7 separate regions of the Mus musculus genome follow, and all the other regions are linked to region 7. A link is a contact called in public promoter capture Hi-C data. All regions are on one chromosome and are shown on one strand. Each heading gives the region's core, a stretch centred on a gene start, on an enhancer-like site or on the middle of the called end of the contact. The rest is flanking DNA. Distances are from core to core; before and after follow the strand shown. Region 1 holds the start of Smarcc2 (SWI/SNF related, matrix associated, actin dependent regulator of chromatin, subfamily c, member 2). Region 2 holds the start of Stat2 (signal transducer and activator of transcription 2). Region 3 holds the start of Rab5b (RAB5B, member RAS oncogene family). Region 4 holds the start of Cnpy2 (canopy FGF signaling regulator 2). Region 5 holds the start of Ikzf4 (IKAROS family zinc finger 4). Region 6 holds the start of Dnajc14 (DnaJ heat shock protein family (Hsp40) member C14). Region 7 holds the start of Dctn2 (dynactin 2).

Region 1 (3,829 bases), core at 291-2,790, 1.2 Mb after region 7:
TTAGAGCCTGAGAAAGGAATTCCCTTGCTTGGTTAATATACACAGATTTTAACCAGCCTCTGGTGCCCAACAAATCCTCAACGTAGGCCTCCTCCTAGTCCCGTGATACCTGAGGTTATCTCAGGAAAACTCAAATGAGGGCTAGGGAATGTAGCGAAACAGAATGCTTACCTATCGAACAAATTGAACCCCTGGATTCAGTTCCGAGCCGCAAAGGATCCTGGCATGCTCAGGCACACCTGTAACTCCTAGTACTTGAGAGGTAGAGGCAGGAGGATCAGAAATTTAAAGTCATTCTTGGCTGCAAGGCAAGTTCAAGGGCAGCCTGTGCACATGAGTCCCTGTCTAAATTAAAAAGAAAAATCCAAATGAGAAACGCTTGTTTCTGTGTCTCCAGTCACCAGACTTCAAGGCTCCACTTTTGGTCACAAACTCCAAAGATGCCCTGTTTAGAAATCTTAGGTTTGACTAGCTTTCCCAAACAAAACGACTACTCTTCATTGTTATGAAATGTTACAGAATTCTCAAAAATATCTCAAAGTGCCTGGTATCCTAACAGCGAATACAGCGATGCCCAATTTGGTTTGTATGTCACCCTGGTCTAACCTAAAGGAGTAGTGCTGCCTTTTCACTTTCAACCACTCAACTACTGGTTAATAGGAGGGGGGAAAAAAAATACGAAAAACTGCCGTCACGAACAGGATTCGAACCTGTGCGGGGAAACCCCATTGGATTTCGAGTCCAACGCCTTAACCACTCGGCCACCGTGACTCCCAAAACTATGGTTGGCCGCGCGCTTACAGAAAGGGTCCGCACGGGTGACTGGGTGCGAGCGGACCGGTGCAGGGTCGCGGCCCGAGGCTCGTACCCAGAGCCGCTCCCTCCCTCGCACCTTCGCGCCACAATGCTTGAACCTGGGTCGAAGAATCGGGGCTCGCCAGCCGACTCCTAAAGCGGAGGCGACTGGCGAGACCCGAAGATCAGAGGGAGGAGACCCCTCACCTGACCCCCCCGGGTAGCACCAGGGGTGCTGGGTGCACCGGGACGAGGAGCGTCAGGGACACTCGTGGGTTGAAACAGGAATGGTTGGAAGGAACTTATTGGAGCGAAAGAGTTCCACGGGAACGTACGTGCCGGGGGCCACTCGGGGTTACGGGGCGGAGCTGCAGACCCGGGGCTCCCGGCTTCCCCGTGGAGTGGAACAGTAAGCCCCACTGCCGCTGCGAGACCAAGTCGGGGAGGGCTCCGCTGTCCTACAGCCGCGTCCTGCGAGACCCGGGGAAGCAGCCGGGCTGCCGCTGCGGGGAAGTCCGCCGAGCGCGCTCGGGCTCGCCCGCCTCCCACCGCCGCTGCTGCCGGGGTGTCCGCCGAGCGCGCTCGGGCTCGCCCGCCACCGCTACGCAGGGCCGCCGGCAGGGGGCGCTCCGCCGGCCGGGGCCCAGGCGGCGGGAGGCGGCGGTCGTGGCGGCGGGAGGCGGCGGGAGGCGGGCGGAGGAGGAGGCGGGAGCTGAGCTGAGCGGGGCGGGCGGCGGCGGGGCCCGAGCCCGAGAAGATGGCGGTGCGGAAGAAGGACGGCGGCCCCAACGTGAAGTACTACGAGGCCGCGGACACCGTGACCCAGTTCGACAACGTGCGGCTCTGGCTCGGCAAGAACTACAAGAAGGTACGCGGGCAGCGCCGCGCGGGGACAAAGGGCCCCTGGCCGCCGCTCCCGGGGCCGGCCCACCCTGCGGCGGCCGCCGCGCCCCTCCCCGAGGCCTCCCCGCGCCTCCCGCCCGCCCGCCCGCGCCCCTCCCCCACCCCTCCCCCACCGTGCCCTCTGCCCCGGTGCAGCGCAGCGGCGTTGGCGGGGGCGGCGGCGGCTCCGGGCGGCGGCCCGGGCCCGGCAGCCCTCGCCCTCCAGGCTGACCGGTGCCGCCGCGCGCCTCCTCCCCTCCGGTGTGCGAGCCGCGGGGCCCCCGCCGGAGCCCCGCGCCGAGCCAGACGCCAGAGCGGCCCAGGCCTCCCCGGTGGTGCTTTGTGTACGTCCTGAGACAGATGGCAGAGCAGGAGGGTAGACGGGCGCGGAGCAGGCCGTTGAAAAGCGTCTCTACCTGGGGAAATCACCTGTCTCCCAGGGTTACCCTAGTCTCCTTCTAAAGGGCTGCAAACCTCTCAGGGGACAGGACATGGCAGTCTAGGGCAGCAGCCCCTCCAACCCTCCTTTCATAATGAAGTCCTCTGCAAGCCAGCCAGCCTGGCATTGCTTTGGGTTTGAGGTCCAGAGGCTCGGATAAGCTTCATATCGCTAGTCCCCACCCCCACCCTGTAACTGGAAATAAGGATGGGGAACAAAAGGGTTCAAGAAGCCCTATCTATCTTTTTTTTTTTTTTTAACCAATTTTTATTCTTGTGTCTTCATGGTGTCTGGGCTTTTTTTCGTTTTTCTTTTTTGTCTTCGATATGGGCTGCTTCCTCACCAACCCCGGCTAAGGGTTCTTTTCCCTTGCTTTGTTTTACAGCCCCCAACTCTTGCTACTCCAGCCTTGCAGCCAGCCTGTCAGAGTACAGTGGACAGCTTCAGAAAGCTCCACTAATTCTGGTTTGAGTTTAGCCCTGAAACCATTTGGGGTCTCTCTGTTGGGTGTCAGACTCTTGACAAACAGCTGTTGGGTCTGTGACTTGTGTGCACCCTCAGCGTGAGGCTCTGGTTCCCAGTTTTCTGCCTTTGACCTTTTAAAGGGAGATCGGTCTAGGGTCTTGGTGTGAAGCCCCGAAGGCTTTGACAGCTGTGACCTGCTTCAGCTTTCAAGTGCTTAACTCTTTGTCATTTACTTCTCCCTTCACGGATCTCTTTATACCTCCCACCGAGAGGTGCTGACTCTAATTAGGGTAGAGGAAATAAGGGTCAAAAGGTAAAGAGAAAGTAGCTTCCTGGCTCAGTGAACAGAACAGAAAGGTAGGATCCCAGGTAGCAAGGTAGGTATGGTACGGAAGTGTTTGAGTTCACGGATTCCCGGCGGTTGTCTTACTACTTATTTATCAAGCTGGGTGGGTGGTCTGAGATCCTTGCTAGAGAGGAGACCCTACAATGCCAACCATGCCTGGCTTCAGTAGAAGCAAAATGTGCAGGCTTTAGTTTTTAAGTGAGCATGTCCTGCCTCACTCCCTTGCTCTCTTAACACACCATTATGGACGGAAGCCTAGTCTTTATCATGTTTCCCCCAAGAAATACATTGTTGTATCACTTAGAGACTCAAAGGGGTTTTTGTTTCCCTTGAGCTCCATCAACCTTCAGAATTTTTACAGTTGGTTGGAGGTGAGGTGCCGAGATAGCGGTGTCCTGCCATTCCAACGTCAGGGTACAGCCAAGGAAGAGTATAAAGCGTCACTCGCTGCCAGTCCTCAGTCCCGGTCACCTGGGCTGGTGGCAATAGGGTCCAGTCCCTCCTGAAGCCCTCTATATATAAACTAGACCTGTGGAGGGGAAGGCGCAATTCTGTCTGTTCCAGGTGCTTCCAGGAACTCACGGAGAGACGTGGGTGGTGGTAGAGAATTTATCTGGAATCTGTTTTTCTTCCCTTCCCTCCTTCCCAAGTACATACAAGCAGAACCGCCAACCAACAAGTCTCTGTCCAGCCTGGTGGTGCAGTTGCTCCAGTTTCAGGAAGAGGTTTTTGGCAAACATGTCAGCAACGCACCGCTTACTAAACTGCCGGTGAGTTCAAGGGGAGGGGGACAAATCCTCCGAACTGGGAAGAGGTTTTTCGTTTGTTTTGCTCTTTAAAAAAATTTTTTTTCTACGTGCCTGTAATCCAGAATTAGGGAGATTGAGACTGGCGAATCAAAA
Region 2 (3,467 bases), core at 307-2,806, 1.0 Mb after region 7:
CTATAACCTTCAAAGACATGGTCTGCATGTTTTGGGGTTCTCCCTTTTTCCAGGGTGCTCAGCTCCTGACATGCATAGCCTCCGACTCATCCTGATGTCAATCCAGCTGCTTTGCTATCTCCTGCTGTGTCCTGTGGATGCCACTTCACACGGAGAGGCAACCAGTGTCTCTACGGTGCTCCCTCCCTCGAAGTTGGGATACCAGATGCAGACCTCAGACAAGCCCTTGTCCTGCCAGATGCTGCTCCCCAAGTCCCTGCCTGGCTTCACTTACATGCCCCCTGTCTCCAAATTCCTGGTAGGCCTGGCTCTAAGGAATGCTCTGGAGGCAGCTGGCTGCCAGGCTGAGGTCTGGGCTCTTCAGCTTCAGCTTTACCGATTAGGAGGTGTGGAGGCTACACAAGCCCTCATCCACCATCTCCAGGAGCTCCAGAAGAGTGGACACACAGACCGGGAAGTGTCTGTGGATGCCCTGTCCTCTGCTCTGCAGCTCTTAGCCTGGGAGCAGCCAGGTCCAAAGAGGGCCAAACGTTCGATTTCCAACACAGACTGCGACAATGATCAGGAACAGAGTGTCCACAATGTGGTTGACCTACTACCAGCAGTAGGCACCTACTACAACCTAGGCACAGCTTTGTATTACGCCATTAAGAACTGCTCTGACAAGGCCAAGGAACGAGGTCGAGATGGGGCCATAGATCTGGGTTATGATCTCTTGATGGCCATGGTAGGCGCGTCAGGGGGCCCAGCTGGTGCGGTGATCACGGCTGCTCTTAAGCCAGCGATGAAGGCTGGGGTTCAGCGGCTGATCCAGTATTATTATGATGAGAAAGAGGTGACCACCCCTCAGCCAGAGGTGACCACCCATCAGCCAGAGACCGGAAAGGATGCCACCACAGATATCGGTGTTGTGGAAGAAATAGCCATGTCTAATTTTGTGTCAGAAGTTGAAAGTACAACTTCTAACTGGGAGTGGCCTTTATTAAAGAACTATGGTGTCTTGGCGTACAAGAGATAGTAACAAAACAACCAATAAGTGGAAAATTCTGACAAGAGAAGTGTAGATGGATGGATGGGTGGGTGGATGGTTTGGGATACTGTCATCGCTTGCCAGTAATTTCCTTCTTGAAACTTAGATTTTTACACTCTAATGGGGCTGGCTAACTTCCACCTGAACAAGTGATTATAGAAATTAAAAAGCGTTATCATGAACCCACAGTATTTATCATTCATATCCTCAAAAATACCTTATTACCTCAGCTCTTCCCTCCCTATCCTAAGGGACGCAGGTCCCACCCTTTCTATGGAGTCCTAGGTGCCTTCACGCACCCTGGTTTCAGTTTCCTTTCCCTAGAACTCACGGTTCGGTTCGGGTAAATCAGCTGCTAGAATTCCTGGCTAAGACTTTAGTTGGGCTCCGCCCGACTAGGGGGGCGGGAGCGGGCACTAACGAGCTTCTCCCTCTCCGCCAATCACTGAAGTCGGCGGTGTGGTTTCAAGCAGCTTGTCCAGCCCAGCGCTGAACGGGGTTGTGTTTCAGCCAATGAGAGTGACACGCGGGGAGGGCGTGGCTAAGCTTTCGGTCGCCCCACCGATCCCGGAACGCCGAGCGTCCACAGCCGGGTGATCCATTCCGCCAGCCGGGTGACCCATTCCGCTGTTCGCTATCTTGGTCCGCCGGAGTCGGGGGAGGGTGGAAAACGGGTCCTTGAACCGCTTGGAGAATTGGAAGTTGCAGCGAGAGCACTGGAAGGAGCGGCACTGGACCCTCAGAAGGTACAGGCCCCGAAAGGGTGTGCGGAGCGGGGCGGAGGTGCCAGCCGGTTCCCGGGAAGGGCTGCTGCCCCGGGTGATGCCCCTGTAGACAAGGCTTCTGCTCTCTGGCTGAAGTCGAACACCCTGCAGGATGCTGCACCGCTGCACAGTTCTACTTCTCAACCCTGTCGACTTCCTTCCAAAACTCCTCCGCAACCCTTGCAGCTGCTCTATGTACCCATTATGATCCTTGTCATAAGCCAAAGCTTTAACCTCTGCTCTGCGAATCTATTTACTTATTTGTTTGCTTCCTTATTATATTTTTAAAATTTGTATGCATGTTGTGTTTATGTACTAGGTGCGTGCCTGAATTGGCCAGAAGAGGGCCGAATTTACTAGGACTGGAGTTAAGATGGTTGTGAGCAGCCATGTGGGGGCTGGGAACCGAACCCAGGTCCTCTGGAAGAGCAGCCAGTGCTCTTAACCATGGAGCCATCTCTCGAGGCCCTTTACATAATTTTTGATCCTTGCACAAATAAATAAATAAATAAGAAAGACATCCTTGATCATTATGTGTGTGTGTTTGTATAATATATATATATACACATATGTATATATATATATTATATACATATAATACATATAAACTATAGTCCTAGAGGTGAAACTGTTTGCTTAAGGTTACACACAAAGTCTAGTTTATTTCAGAAAACCTTATTCAGTGCAAAACTGATATCGGAGAGTGAAGCCAACTAGAGAAAGTACTTTGTTGCAGCCCCTATAGCCTACGTGCAGTTAGTTCACTTAGGCAGACTTTGGGTGTGAGGGTTGAGACAGGGTTTCTCTGTGTAGCCCTCCTGTCCTGGAAACTCAAAGATCCACCTGCCTCTTCCTCCCAAGAGCTGGGATTAAAGGTGTGCACCAACACCACCCGTCAAGTTTTTGTTTCTTAGAAGCAATACAGGCATATAATTTAAAGAGTCAAGTACCCGTTTGGAGCTGTAGCTCAACCAAAGCTTTCACAGAGAGTAAGGCACGAGGATCAAGGATTGCAAGAAAGCTAAAATGAAAACAAACATTTTGTTTGAAGAGAGATTGGATCAGGGCTATGGAGATGGTTCTTCAGTTAAGAGCACTGTCTGCCCTCCCAGATGTCCTGAGTTCAATTCCCAGCCATGGTGGTTCACAACCATCTATAATCCTAGAGTCCTATAGGATCCAATGCCGCTTCTGATCTGTGGGTGAACATGCAGACAAAACATCCAACATATACATAAAATAAAATTTTTAGAAGGAGAATAATTGGATCTCCTGCCCAATCTCTTCCCTTCTCCATTCCTGCCTTTAAGGAAAGAAAGTCAACGCCTGGACTCTAGGTGGCAATGTTTGCTCTGTAGTAGAATCATGTGACCTTTAAAGAACACTTGTGTTTCTTCTAAGCTTTTCAGCTCTAGGTACAATAAGAGTAAGATTTTTATTTTTTCCTTTTTATTTATTCTTCTCTCATACATCCTGACCATATCCTCCCTTTCCTTCCCTTCTCCCAGTGCCCCCACCCCATCTCTCCTCTCCTCCAGATCCCCTGCCTCTCCCCTGTCAGCAAAGAGAAGGTCTCCCAGGGGTATCACCCAAACACGACATAGCAAGATGCAGTAAGACTAGGCACAAACCTTCAGATCAAGGCTGGCCAAGGTAACCCAGGAGGAGAAGAA
Region 3 (3,883 bases), core at 256-2,755, 1.4 Mb after region 7:
TGCCATGTTTGAATACCAAACAGCCACAAGTTATCCTCTGACATTGTGGCTCACATATGTATGCAGGTTATTACATATAATATAATTTAAAGACTTCTTCATTCTCTATAATCCATCTTTCTAAATACCTCAAGGTTTGACCTAAATAACTAATCTCACACACACACACACACACACACACGTTCCTGAATAAGTGGGCAAAGAAGAAAGGATGGTGCCAACCTTCTGGTAGCTAACCTCTCAATTCTTCCCCAAATCCCTTCAGGGATATCACCTCACAGTTCCTGGCGTGAATAGTCTGTCCCATTAACTATCTAGGAAATGCTCAAGTGCAAGTCTCACAGAAGTTTCAATAAACATGGTCCTTTTTTTTTTTTTTTTTTTTTTTTAATGGCTGGGGATTGCTTTGCCCCTTTCCATGCAAATGACAGAGTTCCTCAAATCTAGGTTAAATAAGCGTAGTCACCACAGATCACATTATGAAGTGGGAAAGACTGAGCAAAGCACTCCCAAATTTTCTTAGTTCTCTCACAGTAGATGAAATAGGAAAAACAACGAATACAATAGCAAACCTAAAGGAAACAGGAGTGCAGTCATGACTAGCTATGAGGTCAGGGTAAACTAAAGTGGTGTGTGTGTGTGGGGGGGGGGGGCTGGACGTAGAGCTGCCAGGCGCCATGGAATAATACATAATTTTACCTTTGTCTTCATTCCCTATTCCTGAAGTACCCCAAAACTTCAAATCACCACACCCAAGCACTAAAGGAACAGAAGAGTAAGGAACTTCCAAGATACTGAGCCTCCCCTCACCATCATTCCAGAAGTTCCCATTACTAATAGCAAACCGTTTCTACTTCCTTCCACTTTGGTCTTCTACATTCTTCATTGACTTCAGTGAGACCAAATCCCTCTCGGCAACACCAGTACCCCTAGTTCCCCTTTCAACAGTCACTTTCCCTGAAAAGAATGCCTCTCTCGGCTAAGAGCCCCAACAGTGGATGTCTCGGGAGACCCAGCCTCGGCTACCCTCGGGGCTGGGCGTAGCACTGTCCCCTCCACACCTCCAGCCAAATGGGCTGGCTTCCCCTCCCTCACTGCCTGGTCTCCGACCCCAGCTCCTCCCTCCTCACCGCGGTGCTCAGAGTCCCGAGGCCGGCCCTGGTCCTCACCGGCTCCGGGTCCCCGCGCCCGGCCCCCGAGCGGCCACCACAGCCAGAACCCAGCCGCCTCCCAACTAGAGGCTCGGCTCCCAGCCCTGCCGATCACCTCCTCAGCGCCCACTAGGCCTGTGGGACAGCCCCTTCGGCCCTCTCCAGGAGGTTCTGGAGCCCTGACGTCGGCCCGCCCCGCCTCTGCCACAGGCCAGGCGGCGCTCCTCTCGGGACCTCCGCCTCTGCCCTTGTGGGCTCCATCAGCTCGGTACCTGGGGCTCCGTATCCCCCGTCGGGCCCAAGCCTGTGTGGAACAGACAAACAGCTGCAGCTCAACCAAACTCCTACCCCCTTCGCCTCCTCCTCCTCCTCCTCCTCGCCGGGGCGGCTCCAGCCAATCGCAAGATCACCCGCCTACCGTGGTGGGTGGGCTATGTGAGCGTCCGCCCGCCAATCTTCTGGAGAAAGGCGGGCTCTGAGGGACTATCACCAACTAGCACAAGTGAGAGACTGGATTGGCGAGGCCGCAAGCCAATACCTACACGAGAAGCCTTGAAGATTGACGGGATAAGTAGCCATTAAAGAGAGAGCTCCTGGGAAAGGGGGCAGTGCATCACTGACAGGCATGTGCGTCAGCCAATAGAACCTCAACACCCGTGACACCCCTCCCCCGCCTCTCGACTCGTAAACATCTAATCAGGTGAGTGAAGAAGGCGGGTCAAAAGGAAATTTTAACCAGTATTGGGAAATTTCCGAATTTGACAGGCAGGCAAGGCTAGTGAAGAAGTGAAGAAGGCTTTTGGTCGGGTGTGGTGTGGCACTCCCAATCTCAGCACAGTGGATTGGGGTGGAGGCAGTTCTGAGTTTGAGGCTAACCCGGGATACTCAGTTTAACAAGACCTCAGTATAAGGGGGATGGGGAGGGGAGTAAACTGGGCTTGGTGGCCCACATGTTTAATCCTAGCAATCGGGAGGATCTCCATGAGTTCCAAGCTACACAACGATGTCCCCCCCCCAAAAAAACAAAAACAAAAAACAATGATACCAGCATTAACCTTCTCTTCTCCCCGTGCCCTGCTTTCTGTGTCAAATTAAGAAAGTAAAGACCCTGCTGGGCATGGTGGTGCACGCCTTTAATCCCAGCACTGGGAAGGCAGAGGCAAGGCGGATTTCTGAGTCTGGCCAGTCTGGTCTACAAAGTGAGTTCCAAGACAGCCAGGGCTACACAGAGAAACCCTGTCTCGAAAAACCAAAAAAAAAAAAAAAAAAAAAAAAAAAAAAAAAAAGTAAAGACCCAAAACCAGGAAATTAAACAACTTTTATCTTGTAAATTCTTTTTAGTGGCGCACTAGAGAACAGTAGTTTTGGGGTGAATTGCCATGACAACAGAAAGTGGTAGTCTGAAGACACTTTAGCCTCCTAAATATTTTCACATTGATATTTTCTGAATTGTTTGTAAATGTGAAAAAACATTTAGACAACTTTGCTGAGGATTTTTTTTTTTTTTCGGTACTGAGGATTGAACCTAGGGCCTAGAGGCAAGCTAGAGAAGCATACACTTCCGGTAGAAGACCCAAGGCCTGTTCCCAGTACCACTGCTCACAGCTGCCTGTAACTCTAGGAGAGATGATATGCCCTCTTCTGGCCTCTGCGGGCACTTGTGGCTCACATGCACACACAATTTCAAAACCAGACCAAACAAACAAAACTCTACACAAAATGGTGAACACTTCCTGGGAAATGGAGGGTTGAGACAAAGGCCCCTGAAGCCCACTCAAGTTGCTGCTAAAAGAAGGAATTGAAACAGTGTTCTGTATTGGTGTGCCTGTGTGAGTAGGGGAAAGTTGGAAGGAAGCTCTTCAGTTTCTCCATCCTTACAAACACCCCACTAAAGAGCATGGCAGGAGGGCCTGCATGTACAGAGATTAGGTGGACACATACTGCTTATTCACATTCAGAATATCACCCACACCATTTTTTCAGTAAAAAAATAAATGAAGGATAAATATGAAAGAGATTCACTCTACAGCTGAGAATATTTTCTTTTAATGAATTTACAAACTAAATTACAAATAATATTAACAGAACACTGGAGGACAGGGAGTGGGAGAAGAAAATCATAAAAGAAATATTTTCTTTTAACAATTACAAAATCCCAAAGTGCACATGGCAACAAATCCATCCACACTGACAAAAAAAAAAAAAAAAGGAAAAAGAAGAAACAACAACAAAACCACTAAAGTATCCAAACTACTTTAACTTGAAATATAAATATAATTGTTCACTCTTTTATAGAAAATTTCCCCCAATGACCTAACCAGGTCAAAGCCTTACAAAAGCATCAGCATTCTCAAATGATGTCTCCTGGCCTGCATCACTGCTCTCAGAGGAGGACGGCAATGAGGCCCTCTGACAACTCAAGAACTGAGCTTCCAAAAGGAAGGCTAGGAACCTGGCTCATTGGTGGTACATTTGCTTAGTGAGGGCAAAGTCCTGGGTGTAGCAGTCAGCACCAGAAAACAGTAAGATTGCTAAAAAGAGAAATTCAAGTGTCTTTCACCTTGCCCTGTGAACCACGATGAACAGACCAGAGTGACGTGCAAGCCCTGTGCCCTCCTGGCTCTTCTTGCCTGGGGAAGGTAGACAGGGCACTGGAGGGAATCATTTCTGCTTCTCCAAACGGGCCCTTGATTGCTAGGTGAGGCCGAACGCTAAAACTAAGGTACAAACGG
Region 4 (3,676 bases), core at 1,076-3,575, 1.1 Mb after region 7:
ACATAAAATAAGAAAAGATGTTTCTAGGAGACTGCGTGGGAGTGTTGTGGGTGCCAGGATAGAGATGGGGTGCCTGCCGCCTTTGTGAGTTCCTTAAGTATCGGTGTACCCCAGACCTGAAGATTCAAGGTGAGACCCATGACAGCATTGAGGATGCCCGCACAGCCCTTCAACTCTACCGGAAGTATCTGGAGCTGAGCAAGAACGGCACCGAGCCCGAGTCCTTCCACAAGGTGCTCAAGGGTCTCTATGAGAAGGGCCGAAAGATGGACTGGAAGGTGCCTGAGCCTGAAAGCCAGACAAGTCCCAAGAGTAAGGCTGGGCTGAGGCGAGGGAAACTGGGCTGGGTAGGTGTTGCTGGCATATGTCGAGCTTGTATACCACCACCTCAGATTATAATACCCCTACCTGCTCCTGAAGTGTCTGACAGTTCACACATCACTCAGTGTTTCCAATAGTCAGTGAGAGAGACACTGGTGTAGCCGCTTGCTCAGGGAAATGTCCATGCCTTGCCCTACTTCCCTCATGCTCTTTCTGTATAGTGAGTGTCCTGGTGCCTCCTCTGCTCACCCTGGTCTCCGTGATTCTGTCTCCTAACAGATGCAGCTGTCTTCTCAGTGCTGGCACTGTGAGCTGCCTTCCCTTTCAGTGCTGTCCCCAGAACTGAGAGGTGGCTTCTCAAGTCGGCTTTACCCTGTCCACTTCCAGAACTGGATCTGCTCAGGGTCTACAGATGGTGCTATTAATAGAACTGGAAAGCAGCAAAATTGTTGCAAAGGTTCTAGCTGCCAGATTCCCCCTTTATCCTCTGCAAAACAGTGGGCCAGAAACAAAGCCTAAAGTGACCCAGGTGGAGTGATTGGTGTTCGTAATAAATATCCTGGGCAACTGATATCTGTACAAAAGAGCTCTAGAACCAGAACTCTCAGTTCCCAGTCTGCTAGAGAACTGAAGTCCTGGACAGTCACAGGGTACAGAGACCCAGGCAGCTCCAGCATCTAGCTGCTTGAGAGACGGTGGCTGGGTGGACCAGCTTGTAGAGTCTCAATGGGCCAATCAAACCGGTGTGCAGGAAGCTGAGCTACTGGCTTCATTCCTGACCACAGCTGAGAAGTATCTGTCTTCCATACATTCTATCTCGAGTTTTGTTTTATTTTTTAAAAATTTTGCTTAAAACAGCATGTTTTATAAAATAAAAGTATTTTTATCTCATTAGAAAACCGCTAGTGTGGGATTCTTTGGCTTCTTTCTTTCTTTGATTTGACTTCACCAAACAATGAGAAAATGAAAACTGTGTTTTCAGATCCACACCTAGAAATGAAGATTCTGAGTCCCAGAATGAATGGATCCAGGAGGAACATAGTTTTTTTGTTTTTTTGTTTGTTTGGTTGGTTTTTGGTTTGTTTTTTGAGACAGGGTTTCTCTGTAGCCCTGGCTGTCCTGGAACTCACTTTGTAGACTAGGCTGGCCTCGAGAACTCAGAAATCCGCCTGCCTCTGCCTCTCAAGTGCTGGGATTAAAGGCATGCGCCACCATGCCGGGCACCAGGAGGAACATAATTGTTCTTCCCCTGGACGGTGTTCGGTCTTTGCTGTAGTTGCCTAGCACCCTAAATACATAAAGCGATCACAAATCCCAGTTTATCTCAAGACCTTAAGGCGTGGTGTCAACCTGTTATCCTAACAGCGGAGCAGTTGAGAACCACAGTCCCCAACCAGCCTGCGATGGGGAGTTGAGTTCAAGGCATCCTGGGCTACATAGCAAGACACTGCTTCACTCATGACAGTACCTGCGGTGTGCCGAAAATTCAGAGAGGAATTGCTCTATTCACAGCGTGAGAGCTAAGAAGAATATTGACCGTAATATAACCCACACCCCCATCCTCAGAGGATAAATTAAGAGAAATCTCCAAGAACCTGCCTGAAAAGGCAGATAATACCAAAAATGATATTACCCAATACATACCTAATGACGATCATTTATTAATTTGGTACAAGAAGGAAGTTGTTTTAAAAACTAGTTTTTTTGTTTGTTTGTTTGTTTTTTTTTTAAGAAAGAAAAAGACCTGTAGCTACTGGCAGAGTGGTACTGCAGTGCTTCCTGGGAAATGTAGTTTGCTGTATCATGAAATCTTTGTGCATTGAAACCTAGGCTTCTCTCCCACTACTAATTGCATCTGTTTGCAAGTCCTAGCCCACCTGGACTGATGCAATTTCCCCAGGCACCCCATGCGCTCGGTCCTCACTGTAAGCTAGGCTACCTTTGTTCTTTGGTTGGTCACGTGAACCAATTCGCCACGCAAGTCTGGGTCCTCAAGTCTTCCAAGGGGTCCTCGCTGCCTCGGAGGCGCTCCTAAAGCTGCCTGCTCGCGCGAGAGTTTGGAGGGGCGGGCTTAGGGTCAGTTTCGGTGGGGGGCTCGCACGGGACCCTCAGATCTCCGCTTAGGTGCCTAGTTAAGTGCGGGAAGCTGGGCCAGGCGGTCACTGGCCACCCTGAACCTGGCGGGAGCCGGAGCGCTCTGGAGAAGCCGGGACAGCCCCGTTTTTCCCAGCCAGCTGCTAGGGTTGGGACCCACAGAAAACAAAGTGAGAGTCCGGCTGCTTTCCAGAGCCTGGGCCACGGCGGCGGCCGTGGGAGCAGAGGTGGGACAGATGCGAGCGTCAGAGGCTGTGGGCGCACTGAGGTTGGGAATGGACCCGAGCAAAGCGATGGCGGAGTCCTTACAAAAGGGGCTGGTCTGTCTGCACGGGAGCTACTTACATTCTAGAGATGGGGATTCCGGAACCCTTGGTGCTAGGTCCACATAGGCCCTGGTTATGGAGTGTGCTCGCTGGCTTCATGGCCTGACTGGTTCCTTGCTGGCAGCTCCTTTCTGCCCGTCATTCTCACGTAATCGATAACCTCCATCTCAAAGCTACTGCATAGCTCTGTGAGTCCTCAGTGTCCTCAAAGTATCAAAACCCAGGCCCTCACCTGTGGAGGACATAGTTTCTGGATCTGAGTCCCAGTCCCGAGCTCTCACTCCCTATTCCCCCATCCCGAACTCCGGTCCCTCGGGTGTTTGTAACGAGGTTTTTTCCTGGAAAACAATCCGAATCACACCAAGGCCTCTGAAGGCCTTGGAATGAGGGGTGACGGTCATGGGGGAAATGGATCGCTCTCCTCACACCTGTGTTTCATTTTCATACAAATCCAGGTGGAGCGACCCTGTTACACTAAAGATGAAAGGCTGGGGTTGGCTAGCCCTACTTTTGGGGGTCCTGCTGGGAACTGCCTGGGCTCGAAGGAGCCAAGATCTACACTGTGGAGGTAAAAGCACGAAGACCAGTGGAGAAGTGGGAGGAAGATGACCCGTGGGAGTCATGAGATCCAAAGCTTGGAACAAGGATGGATAGAAAAACCCTCATTCCCCTCACCATCCCCACTCCCTGTTCTCTTCCCTGACACCAGCTTGCAGGGCTCTGGTGGATGAATTAGAGTGGGAAATTGCCCGCGTGGACCCCAAGAAGACCATTCAGATGGGATCCTTCCGAATCAATCCAGATGGCAGCCAGTCAGTTGTGGAGGTAATTTACTATCCCTCAAATAAAGTAGCTCACTCGGGCTTAGAGTATGAACTTGTTCGAAGAGAAGAAAGCAGGAAGTCATTCGACCTGTAATGATAATGATCTCAACC
Region 5 (3,412 bases), core at 90-2,589, 1.4 Mb after region 7:
CAGAGGCTCTTTGATGCTGCTGTCATCCCTAGGATAAAGGCAAGAGGGAAAACACACTCAAGTCTACTTTCATGGCACTAAAATCTAAGAAGGAATCTCTGTCAAAGGCCAGAGGGTCTTTGTGAGGCTCCAGAGACTTAGACTTCTAGCCTGAGGCTGACGGGGACAAAGTCAGATTTGGGAAACTCATTCGTTTCCCCTCTCAGCCTCGGAAACCCCAGTGAGGGAATTTCAAATGCCTGGGACTTCCAAGAAATCTCAGACTGTCAAAGCCAAGAATTAAGGCTGCTCTCAGGTATCAGAGACATTTTCTTGGTCAAAGCCATCGTAGATTGGCTGAACCTTCTGGGAGCAAAGCTAAATCGTGAGGTCCACAGCAAAGCAACTAGGAGGTGGAGAAAGGGCAGAAAGGCGGGGAAGGGATGGGGAGCAGTCCCACTAAGCTGAGCGGTCTCACACACCGAAAGAGACCGGCCCTCTCCTGGATCCCTTGAGTGGTTGCCTCTGGGGAATAGCCTGGAGCTCTGCAAGCCGCTGCACTTCTCTGAAAGGGATATCTTTCTCCAGCTTTCTCTTCTTGACCATGGGCTCCAGGTGGCAGGATGCTAGCCTGCTATCAGGGACCAGTCAGTGCACGAGCAAAGAAAGACTGCCACCCCCGGCTCTTCTCTATTGTGGGCAGGAGGCTGAGGCCCCTCACATGTCGGTTCCAGGCTGAAGCATCTGCCGTCAAAGCTCTTCTTCCCATCTCAGGTCTTTCTACTCTCCATTCCCACCCAGGCCTGTTTCGGTATTCCACCCCTGGCTGCTCTACCTCTGTCCCCAAGGCCTAATCAAGATGTCACCACAAGCTCCCACTGTCCAAGTCACGGTCTTCGCTTAGCAACACCAAGCACCCTTTCCCATCCTCCCCAAGTGTAAGGAGGAACGCCCCCTCCCCCCCCCCGCTATACACACAGCCCCCGTCCTCTCCCTCTCCTCAGGCTTGGGAGTTGTTACTGAATTGGTTCCCTAGCCCCATCACCCCCCTACCCCCCCTCCGCTAGCCGCCTTCTGCCTGAACTTACATTATCCTTCCCTTGCCGGTGAGACCCTGGGGTGCGAACGCGGCCGCCGCCTTGGAAACGGCGAGGGAGTGCGGGTGGTGTGTGCATGTCTGCGTCTCGGTGGCAGGCAGGGGTGAGCCCAGCCACTCACCTTCCAGGAAGCGTGGATTCCTGGAAGTGAGGGGAACCGCCGTCATTTCGCAGGCAGTGGCAGCCGCACGGTGAGCAGGGGCCCACGGCTGCAGCCGGCAGAACCGCTCAGCCCAGGGTGTATGTGCTGAGAGCCTCGTGTGTATGTGTGTGTGTGTGTGTGTGTGTGTGTGTGTGTGTGTGTGTGAGAGAGAGAGAGAGAGAGAGAGAGAGGGAGAGAGAGGGAGAGAGAGGGAGAGAGAGGGAGAGAGAGGGAGAGAGAGACAGGAGAGAGAGAGAGAGAGAGAGAGAGAGAGAGAGAGAGAGAGAGAGAGAGAGGGAGGGAGGGAGGCGTGGATGCGCTTGGGGAGGGGGCAGGAGAAAACGTACCAGTGTGTGTGTGTGTGTGTGTGTGTGTGTGTGTGCGCGCGCGCGCGCTAGGCTACAGCATCCCTTTTCCAAGACAGTGGAGAGGTGGGAATGGGGGTGCACAGGGAGTGGGGGTGCAGAGGGAGGGTAGGCAGATGTGTTTGCCCTCCTGCCCAACAGACAAAGAGGAGCTACAAAACAAATGCTTGAGAGGGGGGCAAGTGTATGTGTGTGTGGTGTGTGTGTGTGTGTGTGTGTGTGTGTGAGAGAGAGAGAGAGAGAGAGAGAGAGAGAGAGAGAGAGAGAGGAGAGCCGCAGGCTTGTGGGGAGGAGGAAGGGGGTGTCCCAGGGAAGGCCCAATCCTCTGCCAGCTAGGGAAGCCAAGGCCCCACAGGTCATGGGGCCCGGGACACAGGGGCAGCCTCCAGGATCTAGAAGTGGCAGAAGGCTCCTCCCCTAGCAAACTCAGGCTCCTTTCCATCTGCCTCTCCTTCTGACAATCCCCCTTCCCATCACTGACTAGTGGAGATCTGGGACCCTGAGCTTTTTCTAATCCCTGGTTGGGTCTCCCTGTCTTCCCTCTCTCCCGTGCCTCTGGGGCTCTGGCTTCAGGAGTCCTGGATGAATCCTGTCCTCTATCAGGAGAAGGCTCTTGCTCGCTTTCCTTCCAGAGGAACTGTTCACTGCTGAGCTGACCTACTTTGGAAGACTGCATTTTCTGATTCCAAGAATTTGGGATGGGAGGGGCCATGAAACTTTGGGCTGCCAATCCTTGCACCTCTCTCTCCTCAGGTTCTCTTAAATGTTTCAGGGCACCAGGATAAGCTCTGCTCCATTTGATTTGAGCAACTCAGTTTCTGTTTTCAGTGTCTGTGGTGGGTAGGGTGGAAATCTGTGCTGTAAATTAGTGGACTCTCGTTTCCCCCATTTCTTCCCATGGGAATTATCTGTACTTTTAGAAAGGAAGTTGGGGGGCGTGTGCTTTCAGAATCAGGTTCTATGAGATGGTAACATCCCTTAGTAGAACGAGAGGCCTCCTCTCTTTATCAGGTGGCCAGTGGGGGAGGCGGTGACCTGAGAAAGGGCCAGTAAAAAACCAGACACTGGGGACAACTCTCTGCTTTCGGATCAGCCCAGGAGAGGGATGGAGGTCAAAAATGGGTTCTTACATGCCCTATTATATACCCTCTTGGCCATGTCTGGCCCTGAAGGGGGCATTCTTTAGACCTAATGTCAGTGCTGCCCTGACTTTGTCTTTTTGAAGGTAGCTGCTGACATCTGGAGTTCTCAAAATACACAGGAGTGGTTTGAGTTTCTTATTCGGAGACTGTGCTGGGTCCACTTCGCATCAGGCCAGGCCTGCTTAAGCTTGGTTTCATAGCACAGTGAAGCCTCAGATATTGCCTGCTCGCGTCCAACATACTCCCGAGACACGACTGAGAAGAGCCCACGGCACATCTCCCTAGCCGCCTTCATGGCTTCTCGCTTGCCTTCCTTAGGGCAGGGATTGGATTCTATCCATCTGACAGTAACCACCCAGCACTAACAACTGGGTCCTTGGTGTTCTTGTTGCTCAACAGTGAATAAACCTGACTGAACTGGAGGTGGGAGAGTTGGCTGGTTCCTCAGAAGGGCCTCTTTCAGTTAAAACAGCCCACCTGAACTATGTCATTCTGTCCAGTATGAACTGTGTCACTCTGTGGCAGACACGACACACCTGTACCTGAGCCAGTTCCTTCAGTGTCGGTATCTTTCTGTGAGTTACCAGAGGATGAGGGTGATTCTCACGTGTGTCTGACTGATTTTACCCTCTCCATCTGTACATGTCAATAATTCCTTTGTTGGCTCCACTTTAGAGTAAACAAAAT
Region 6 (3,615 bases), core at 601-3,100, 1.5 Mb after region 7:
ACTCCTGAAAGTCGGAGCCCAAAACCTGTAAGCTAAATGCAACCCCCAAGGAAGAAAGGGAACAGACATTTAAAAGTTTCAAATAAGGACTTAAAGAGTCACCCAGTCAGCCTCTGTCCGGATTTTGAAGTCTTGGCTTCATGCCGAGATGGAGTGGTTGGGGAAAGCCGAATACAGCCAGTCCAAATCCCATCGCCCTACATGGAGTAAGCAGGCGCCTTGCCCACAGATAATCTCCTCACATCTTGGTATCCACTTGCTACTAGCCTCAGACTCACACGGGAATTGTTCCACCCACCCTCTCATCCAGGCACGCCTGGGCTGCCAATGGGATTTGATGCTGATCCTGAAGGATCACTGACGATGAGAGGTTGGCATTGCGGGAGTAGGGTGGTGCGGATGCACTTTCCTTCTGCCGTCTTTAGGGTACTGAGGCTGAAGGACTGGAGACCTCCCGGGGCTCTTCTCAATCGCTTAAGAGTTTGGGACGCAAAACAAGGAGAGACCAGGAAGGGTGTTAACTACTCACCACCCTGCAGGGCTGAGGAGAGCAAAGGGGTGGAATTGCTTTCCTAGACCTCCAGCTTCATTCCAGCCCAGAGGTCCTAGGCACACGGGTGGCTGTTGGCCGCAGGCACCCCCTTGGGCTACTGTGCTCTGTTGCTCCCTAAACTCAGGCAAGTCGGAGCCCAAACCCAGGGAGCTAAATGCAATTAGCTTGGGGGCGGGGGTGTGTGTGGGGGAAGGAGACAGGGAGTGTGTATGGGGTGGGGGGGGGGGAGGATGACATCACGGGGCGGGCCCCCTCAATCTTTACCTCTGTCTGTGGGGGAACCCAGGCTACCCACTTCTCTAATCTAGGAGGAGGGACGCCCCCTAACCATAGCAATGAAGAGTTTTGTGACGCCCATCAAGACTAAGACGGAAGGTCTCTGAATGCTAAGGAGATTAATTACCAACTTAACGTTTTCAAAGCCCAAATAGGGTCCCAAAGCACCCGCTGGTCCAACTTGGTTTCTTCCACTTCCCAGAGAATTGGAGTATTGTCTTCTGGGGAACCGGGTGGTCGGGAGCCGGAGAAGGGTTTTTAACTAGTGCTGGGTGGGGGTGTTCATGGGTGGAAAAAAAAACTTGTGGAGCAAGACGGGCCTGGCAGGGACACTGGCAGAACTGTAAGGCTTTAAAGGAGTGCAGACGAGAGGTTCCATCAGGGTCTGCGTAGGGGTTGGGGAGCGTGCTGGCTTCGACCCAAAGCTTACTATGTAAATGAGATGCAAAGCAGCACGCAGATGAGTGCGGGGTTCTGTTACGCTGGACTAGGTTCTGAGCTCCGTGGAACCAGGTACCCCTAGCCGCATTCCCTGGCCCGGCCCTTACGCCGCGTTCACAGGGGGCGGATCGGCGGCGTGGAAGCTCGCCAGTTGGGTCCAGGAGAAGTGTCGCGTCTCTTTAGGGGGCTAGCTAGTCCGGGACACACACTTCTCCGCAACCTCTTGGCTGGACAGCCGACAGGGAAGGGTCTGGGCGAGCAGGGTCGCTGGCTCCTCTGCGTGCCCTGGGTGTCTGTCTGCACGCCAAAGACGGTGTGTGCTTCGGCAGCCGCCCTTCATCTCCGTTTCAGCAGCGACGACGAGGAGTACAGTTCGCAGGCTTCAGCTCGCTTACGGCGGGACCTGCGTGGAGGCGGAGGGCCCTTTAAGGGGTGGGGCCGGATGCTCTAGCACCGCCTCCTCGATTGACTCCGCGCCCGCCGCGCAAGTGAGAGCCTCGGCTAAGCGCTTTTCTCTTCCCTTCGCGACCTTTTCCCCCCCCCCGGTGACCCCGGAAGTGGAAGTAAGCGGCCGTGGCGGGGACGGAAGGCGGAAGCGGAGCGTGAGCGGGAGGCGGAGCCGGGGGAGCTGCTCCTGTAGCTCCCCCTGGCAGCTCCCCCTGGCCTCAGGCGCAGCTGCTTGAGGAGGGAGGAGTTACCGCTGCTGCTCGGTACGTCGCCTTCGCCCCTGGTACCCCGTCGGTGGGTTCTCGGGTAATCTTTTGCAGGGGCACCTCGAAGCTCCGCCCTCAGCTTTTCCTCTAGCCCTGCACGGTCCCCACCCTTTTCTGACAGATTGCGGCCTCCCTCTTTCAGGCAGTCTTTTTTTTTTTTCCTAAGAGTTACCCCCCCACCCCCCCGCCGCCCCGACCACACCCTTTGCGGCACCCCCCCTCCCCCCCATTTCTCAGATTGAAGATTGTTAGCTTCTTGGAGGAAGAAGAAAAAAAAATTAAGATTTCGGGAGTAAGGGGGTTTCTGAGGTCCGGGTTGGTGCAAGCAGGTTTGTGGTCTGCCTAACTCACGTTTATTGTTAGGGATAGCGAATTTGAGCTAACACTGCCTGGGGAGTGGGTACATTGAATATGTCATTTTGAGATTGTTTAACTCTTGGTTCTATCCTTGACCATTCCCAACTTGATATCTTTGTTACAGGCAATGATGGCAGTGACCTAAAATCCTCAGGAAGCCCGGGGTCATGGCCCAGAAGCACCCGGGAGAAAGAAGGTTGTGTGGAGCCCACCGCAGTGGTGGTACCTCCCTCAGTACATCAGGATCCTCTGTGGACCCCGAAATACTTTCATTCTCAGGACTCAGGGACTCAGCAGAGACTGCTCCTAATGGTACACGATGCCTCAAAGAGCACTCCGGCCCTAAGTACACACAGCCTCCAAATCCAGCCCACTGGTCAGATCCAAGCCATGGTCCTCCAAGGGGTCCAGGACCACCTAGAGGAGGAGGCTACCCTGATGAGAGCGAGACAGGTTCAGAAGAGTCAGGAGTGGACCAGGAACTCTCAAGAGAGAATGAGACTGGGTACCAGGAGGATGGGAGTCCTTCTTTTCTTTCCATTCCATCTGCTTGTAACTGCCAGGGAAGCCCTGGAGTCCCCGAAGGAACTTACTCCGAGGAAGGAGATGGCTCTTCTAGCAGCCTTTGCCACCATTGCACCTCTCCAGCCTTGGGGGAAGATGAAGAGTTGGAAGAAGAATATGATGATGAGGAACCTCTTAAATTTCCCAGTGATTTTTCACGTGTGTCCAGTGGAAAGAAACCCTTGTCCCGGAGGCAGAAGCACCGTTTTCTGATCAAGGAGGATGTTCGGGATAGTGGACGCAGAGAACCCAAGGCCCCAGGTCGTCATCGGCTGGCCCGAAAAAGAAGTCAGACAGATAAGCGCAGAGGCCTGGGACTGTGGGGAGTAGAGGAACTATGTCAGCTTGGACAAGCAGGCTTCTGGTGGCTGATTGAACTTCTGGTATTGGTGGGAGAGTATGTGGAAACCTGTGGCCATCTCATTTACGCATGCAGGAAGCTGAAAGGCAGTGACCTGGACCTTTTTCGAGTCTGGGTGGGGGTCTGGGCCAGGAGACTGGGGGGCTGGGCCCGCATGATGTTCCAGTTTCTAAGCCAGAGCTTCTTCTGTGTGGTGGGGCTGCTCATCCGTATTCTTAGGGTAGTGGGTGCTTTCCTACTCCTGGCTCTCGCCCTCTTTTTGGGATGTCTACAATTGGGCTGGAGGTTTTCGGTGGGACTGGGCAACCGGTTAGGCTGGAGGGATAAGACCGCTTGGCTGTTCTCTTGGC
Region 7 (3,498 bases), core at 259-2,758:
TCATCCTCTATTTTCGGTTATTTTAATTTTTGAGATGGGACCTGGCCGGGGGGGTGGGGGGTGGGGGGTCCTTACACAGGCTAGCCTGTTCCTGTATTCCTACCCAGGCTACCAAGTGCTAGGAATATATGTGGACAGCACTGTGTCTGGCTTGAGGACTTCCTTTTGTCCTGAGTGTACCTTTTTATTTCTCTAGTAGCACGTAGTAGGTTTTCTATTTGTCTCTCACCTCCCATCCCAGCCCCAACCCCCTTCCTCCTTCTCCTCTTCTGTTCTTGTTTTGAGACAGCTGGAGCTACATAGAGATTCTGGGACTCACTAGACCAGGCATGTGCCACCACACCCAGCCTTTCCTTCTGTTTTAAAAATGGGTCAGTGAGATGGCTCAGCAGGTGAAGGGGCTTGCCACACGACTGAGTTTGATCTGCAGGACCCCCATGGTGGGGAGAGAAAGCAGATGCATAACAGCTGTCCTCTGATCTCCACGTTCCTGTGTGCGCGCACACACACCACACACACAAAGAAACAAATTAAATTAAATAATTGGGGTTTCTATTGTCATGCATTGATGTGGCAAAGTAAGAGGATTAACCATACTGTATCTCTCCTCCAGAAAGATTGGTTGCTGACTGGACACAAAGCTACTATATGTAAGGTCCTGAGTTCAATCCCCAGCACTGAAAAGTGAGTTCCAAGCCACCCTGAACTACAGTTTGAGACCTGTGTCAAATTCCTTCCTCCTAATTTCTGGGGAACTATTAATGAAATTGATGACCGTCATGGAGAGTTCAGTCAGACTGTGAGCCAGCGCTTTTTCATTTAAGATGTCCAGACTTTTGAAGAAAAAAAGAAGAAGAAATAGCACCCTCAGACGAACTTGGGTTTCAGATTATTATATGCATATCAGAAATATAAGAAGCATGCTTATACTAACAATTGTTAGTTGTTGACCTGAAATTAACTTCAATAAAAAATTGTTATTATTTATTTATTTTATGTGTATGGGTGTTTTGTCTGCATGTATGTCAGTGTACCACGTGTGTGTCTGGTGCCCTCAGAGGCCAGAAGAGGGCACCTGGTACTGGAATTATAAATGGCTGTGAGCCACTATCTGGATGCTGGGGATAGAACCCAGGTCCTCTACAAGAGGACTGTGCTCTTAACCCCTGGGACATCTTTCCAGCTCCTGAAATTAAAATTTAACTAGGGTCCCTCTATTTTGTCCAGAAGCCCTAACCTGAAAAGACGGCCTCATTTTTCTATTCTTTAAATGTTTACTAAATCTTGCTATTGTTTACAACGTGGCGAGCTGTGTGGTTTCATGTAACCAATCTCTAGGTTTTCTAAAGCAGGAATTATGAAACTCCTTTCATAGACTATTAAGAACGAAAGGAGATAACTGTATGCAATAGCTCCCTAACGTTGTTATTGTCGCTTCCAGCCCAAGCCCCAGAAGACCGGGACTACATATCCCACAATGCTAGGCGGCGTCTCCTCGCCATTACCTCATTCCCTGTCGCTCTCACCAATCCCAGCCTGTCCAGGGGTGTGGTAGCCGGCTGTCCTCGCGACTTTTGCTGTCCCCCGCCTCCTGCCGGCCTGCTCCTGTCGCGAGACTTCCTGCTCCTCCGCCGCTCCCCTTATCGTCGCCTTTGCTGGGGACCCGGACCCAGCCTCTCCCCCACTCGGTCACCAGCCCCGGCTCCTCCGAGGCCTCGGTCCCCCAGCCCCGCCTCGCCGCCGCCATGGCGGACCCTAAATACGCCGATCTCCCCGGCATTGTGAGTACAGGGCCGGGCCCGGCTCCCCAGACCGCGCCCCCGACCTCCCGAGGACCCCCAACAGAAGCCAGCCCGCGACCCCTCCCGCTGGCAGCCCCCTAGCCCCAAGGGTCCCCGCCGCTCGCCCTTCGACGGCCGCAGCACCTTCTGGACTCCAGACCCGACTGGGCCGGGCCGTTGGACCGCGTCGGGCCCTTTTTCTGGCAGTAGCCGGTTTCTCCGCCCAGAAATCGCCTCCGGGCGCTTACCACTTGAGCCCGAATGTCTGTACCGTCCATGTCAACAGTGCCCTTGTCGCCCCAAATTTCCCGATTGCCCGCCCCCGCACCCTGACTCCAGCCGAACTCACCAGGCCACTTGGTGGCCTTCATCTTGCCAGGGAAGAGGTTACTGTTGCAGAAACCTTGTGCCAGTGGGGAGCTCTGTGCATTGCGAGCACCTGTGTGCTTGCTCCTCATGCACAAGCCGGCATGTACCCTCCGTTGATGCTGTCCTCTCTGCATTCTCAGGGTTGGGGGCGGGGGGTTGGCACACCGGACCTTGAGAACTAAGGTCCTGAGTCACTCTCAACCCTTGTACAGTGATGTGCAGGGCCTAACTCAAGAAACCCTCACCAGATTAGGACAAGATAATTACCAAGGACTGGCCTCTCAGCCATGTTCAGGGTAGCATCTTTCTTTCACTATGGACGTTTTATCCCAGATCCCAGTTTGTACCTGTGGTCATCCCACTGGATGAAACGGACATAGAGTTGACAGGGGAGGTGGAGGGCGGAATCCTTGAATGACAGTCAGGTTTTGCAATGCCTTGTTCAAAGGAAATGGGATAAGGGATGAATGCTGGGTAATGAGTCTGGGTGGTCACCGCTTCTCCCTGCAGGCCAGGAATGAGCCAGACGTTTATGAAACCAGCGACCTACCTGAGGATGATCAAGCAGAGTTTGATGCGGTAAGACTGTGTGCTACCTCAGGATCCCTCTGGACTCTGACCTTTCTCCCCAGATGCAGGTCCTTTTCCTTCTCTGGCAAGCCACAACAATAAGTGGGTATGCCAACCCCAGCCTGGGTGGTGTGGAGGTCTCAGGGCTTTCAAAGGCCTTGCCCAGCAGCTGGCAGCCACCAATGAACAATGCCAGAAAGGAGAGTCGAGCCAGTGAGATTACAACTAACAAGACCTGTAAAACCCAAGTCTTATTAAATACAATTGAGATATCTCAAAGCAGTTACATTCTGGACTAGTGATTAGTTAGGCCCCAGGGTCTAATCTGTGCATTGAATTATAAAGCTTGAACATAGTAAATCGTTTAAGGTTGGAGTAGACATTTTTTTTTAAAGATTTATTTTGTTTATATGAGTACACTGTAGCTGTCTTCAGACACACTAGAAGAGAGCATCAGATTCTATTTCAGATGGTTGTGAGCCACCATGTGGTTGCTGGGAATTAAACTCAGGACCTCTGAAAGAGCAGCCAGATGCTCTTAACTGCTGAGCCATCTCTCCAGTCCGACCTTTTTTATTTTATAAGATATTTCACTCATTAAATTAAGTTCTCATTAGTATTTAGCAAGAACTTGAATTTGAACTGTAGCAGCCATTAGGGAAGGTGGAAGCAAATGACTTGGAAATGTCAGAAAACCACACGCGTGGTCAGACCAAGATCATTTTGGGGAATAACATAAATACTGTAATCAGCCGAGAAAAGACGATAGTAATATATT

Evidence for each region. Promoter capture Hi-C pulls out the DNA fragments that hold promoters and counts their contacts.
Region 1: a promoter capture Hi-C map of hippocampal neurons shows a contact between it and region 7, with 8 times the contacts expected there. The contact joins the promoter of Smarcc2 here to the promoter of Dctn2 in region 7. A contact is called at or near these places in 4 of 39 promoter capture datasets (cranial neural crest, hippocampal neurons, liver and 1 more) and 2 of 115 datasets of contacts at active chromatin or transcription factors (astrocytes and embryonic forebrain).
Region 2: a promoter capture Hi-C map of liver shows a contact between it and region 7, with 2.9 times the contacts expected there. The contact joins the promoter of Stat2 here to the promoter of Dctn2 in region 7. A contact is called at or near these places in 9 of 39 promoter capture datasets (the 3T3-L1 cell line, the C10 cell line, cranial neural crest and 5 more), 1 of 115 datasets of contacts at active chromatin or transcription factors (astrocytes) and 3 of 9 other capture datasets (adipose tissue, liver and pancreatic islet).
Region 3: a promoter capture Hi-C map of neutrophils shows a contact between it and region 7, with 5 times the contacts expected there. The contact joins the promoter of Rab5b here to the promoter of Dctn2 in region 7. A contact is called at or near these places in 7 of 39 promoter capture datasets (cranial neural crest, embryonic stem cells, hematopoietic stem and progenitor cells and 3 more), 2 of 115 datasets of contacts at active chromatin or transcription factors (astrocytes and pancreatic cancer cells) and 1 of 9 other capture datasets (adipose tissue).
Region 4: a promoter capture Hi-C map of liver shows a contact between it and region 7, with 4 times the contacts expected there. The contact joins the promoter of Cnpy2 here to the promoter of Dctn2 in region 7. A contact is called at or near these places in 7 of 39 promoter capture datasets (cranial neural crest, embryonic stem cells, hematopoietic stem and progenitor cells and 4 more), 3 of 115 datasets of contacts at active chromatin or transcription factors (embryonic stem cells, large pre-B cells and stem cell-derived neural progenitor cells) and 1 of 9 other capture datasets (macrophages).
Region 5: a contact with region 7 is called in a promoter capture Hi-C map of liver, with 2.4 times the contacts expected there. The contact joins the promoter of Ikzf4 here to the promoter of Dctn2 in region 7.
Region 6: a contact with region 7 is called in a promoter capture Hi-C map of pre-B cells. The contact joins the promoter of Dnajc14 here to the promoter of Dctn2 in region 7. A contact is called at or near these places in 5 of 39 promoter capture datasets (cranial neural crest, embryonic stem cells, liver and 1 more).

What each region holds. Positions count from the first base shown.
Region 1 is chr10:128,457,775-128,461,603 of GRCm38.p6, forward strand. Smarcc2 (SWI/SNF related, matrix associated, actin dependent regulator of chromatin, subfamily c, member 2) reads left to right here and starts at 1,541. Exons shown (of 29, transcript NM_001372395.1): 1 at 1,541-1,663; 2 at 3,578-3,697. The coding sequence starts at 1,553. n-TScga2 (a tRNA gene) reads right to left here and starts at 771; the gene lies at 690-771. It overlaps Mir8105 (microRNA 8105), which reads left to right and starts at 906; the gene lies at 906-994.
Region 2 is chr10:128,268,942-128,272,408 of GRCm38.p6, forward strand. It overlaps Stat2 (signal transducer and activator of transcription 2), which reads left to right and starts at 1,557. Exons shown (of 24, transcript NM_019963.2): 1 at 1,557-1,776. Apof (apolipoprotein F) reads left to right here. Exons shown (of 2, transcript NM_133997.3): 2 at 54-2,309. The coding sequence starts at 71. The coding sequence ends at 1,018.
Region 3 is chr10:128,694,763-128,698,645 of GRCm38.p6, forward strand. It overlaps Rab5b (RAB5B, member RAS oncogene family), which reads right to left and starts at 1,506. Exons shown (of 6, transcript NM_177411.4): 1 at 1,424-1,506. It overlaps Cdk2 (cyclin-dependent kinase 2), which reads right to left. Exons shown (of 8, transcript NM_183417.3): 8 at 3,177-3,883. It also overlaps a transcript of Pmel not described here.
Region 4 is chr10:128,320,134-128,323,809 of GRCm38.p6, forward strand. It overlaps Cnpy2 (canopy FGF signaling regulator 2), which reads left to right and starts at 2,326. Exons shown (of 6, transcript NM_019953.1): 1 at 2,326-2,642; 2 at 3,197-3,309; 3 at 3,451-3,566. The coding sequence starts at 3,222. It overlaps Pan2 (PAN2 poly(A) specific ribonuclease subunit), which reads left to right. Exons shown (of 26, transcript NM_133992.3): 25 at 115-312; 26 at 601-1,225. The coding sequence ends at 632.
Region 5 is chr10:128,644,654-128,648,065 of GRCm38.p6, forward strand. It overlaps Ikzf4 (IKAROS family zinc finger 4), which reads right to left and starts at 1,340. Exons shown (of 8, transcript NM_011772.3): 1 at 1,068-1,340. The coding sequence starts at 1,154. It overlaps Gm26876 (predicted gene, 26876), which reads left to right and starts at 1,231. Exons shown (of 2, transcript NR_152728.1): 1 at 1,231-1,267; 2 at 2,809-3,412.
Region 6 is chr10:128,803,704-128,807,318 of GRCm38.p6, forward strand. Dnajc14 (DnaJ heat shock protein family (Hsp40) member C14) reads left to right here and starts at 1,851. Exons shown (of 7, transcript NM_001359825.1): 1 at 1,851-1,980; 2 at 2,465-3,615. The coding sequence starts at 2,508. Tmem198b (transmembrane protein 198b) reads right to left here and starts at 744. Exons shown (of 5, transcript NM_178066.3): 1 at 530-744.
Region 7 is chr10:127,264,754-127,268,251 of GRCm38.p6, forward strand. Dctn2 (dynactin 2) reads left to right here and starts at 1,509. Exons shown (of 14, transcript NM_027151.2): 1 at 1,509-1,781; 2 at 2,661-2,729. The coding sequence starts at 1,746. It overlaps Gm40800 (a long non-coding RNA gene), which reads left to right. Exons shown (of 2, transcript XR_872171.2): 2 at 614-991. It also overlaps a transcript of Kif5a not described here.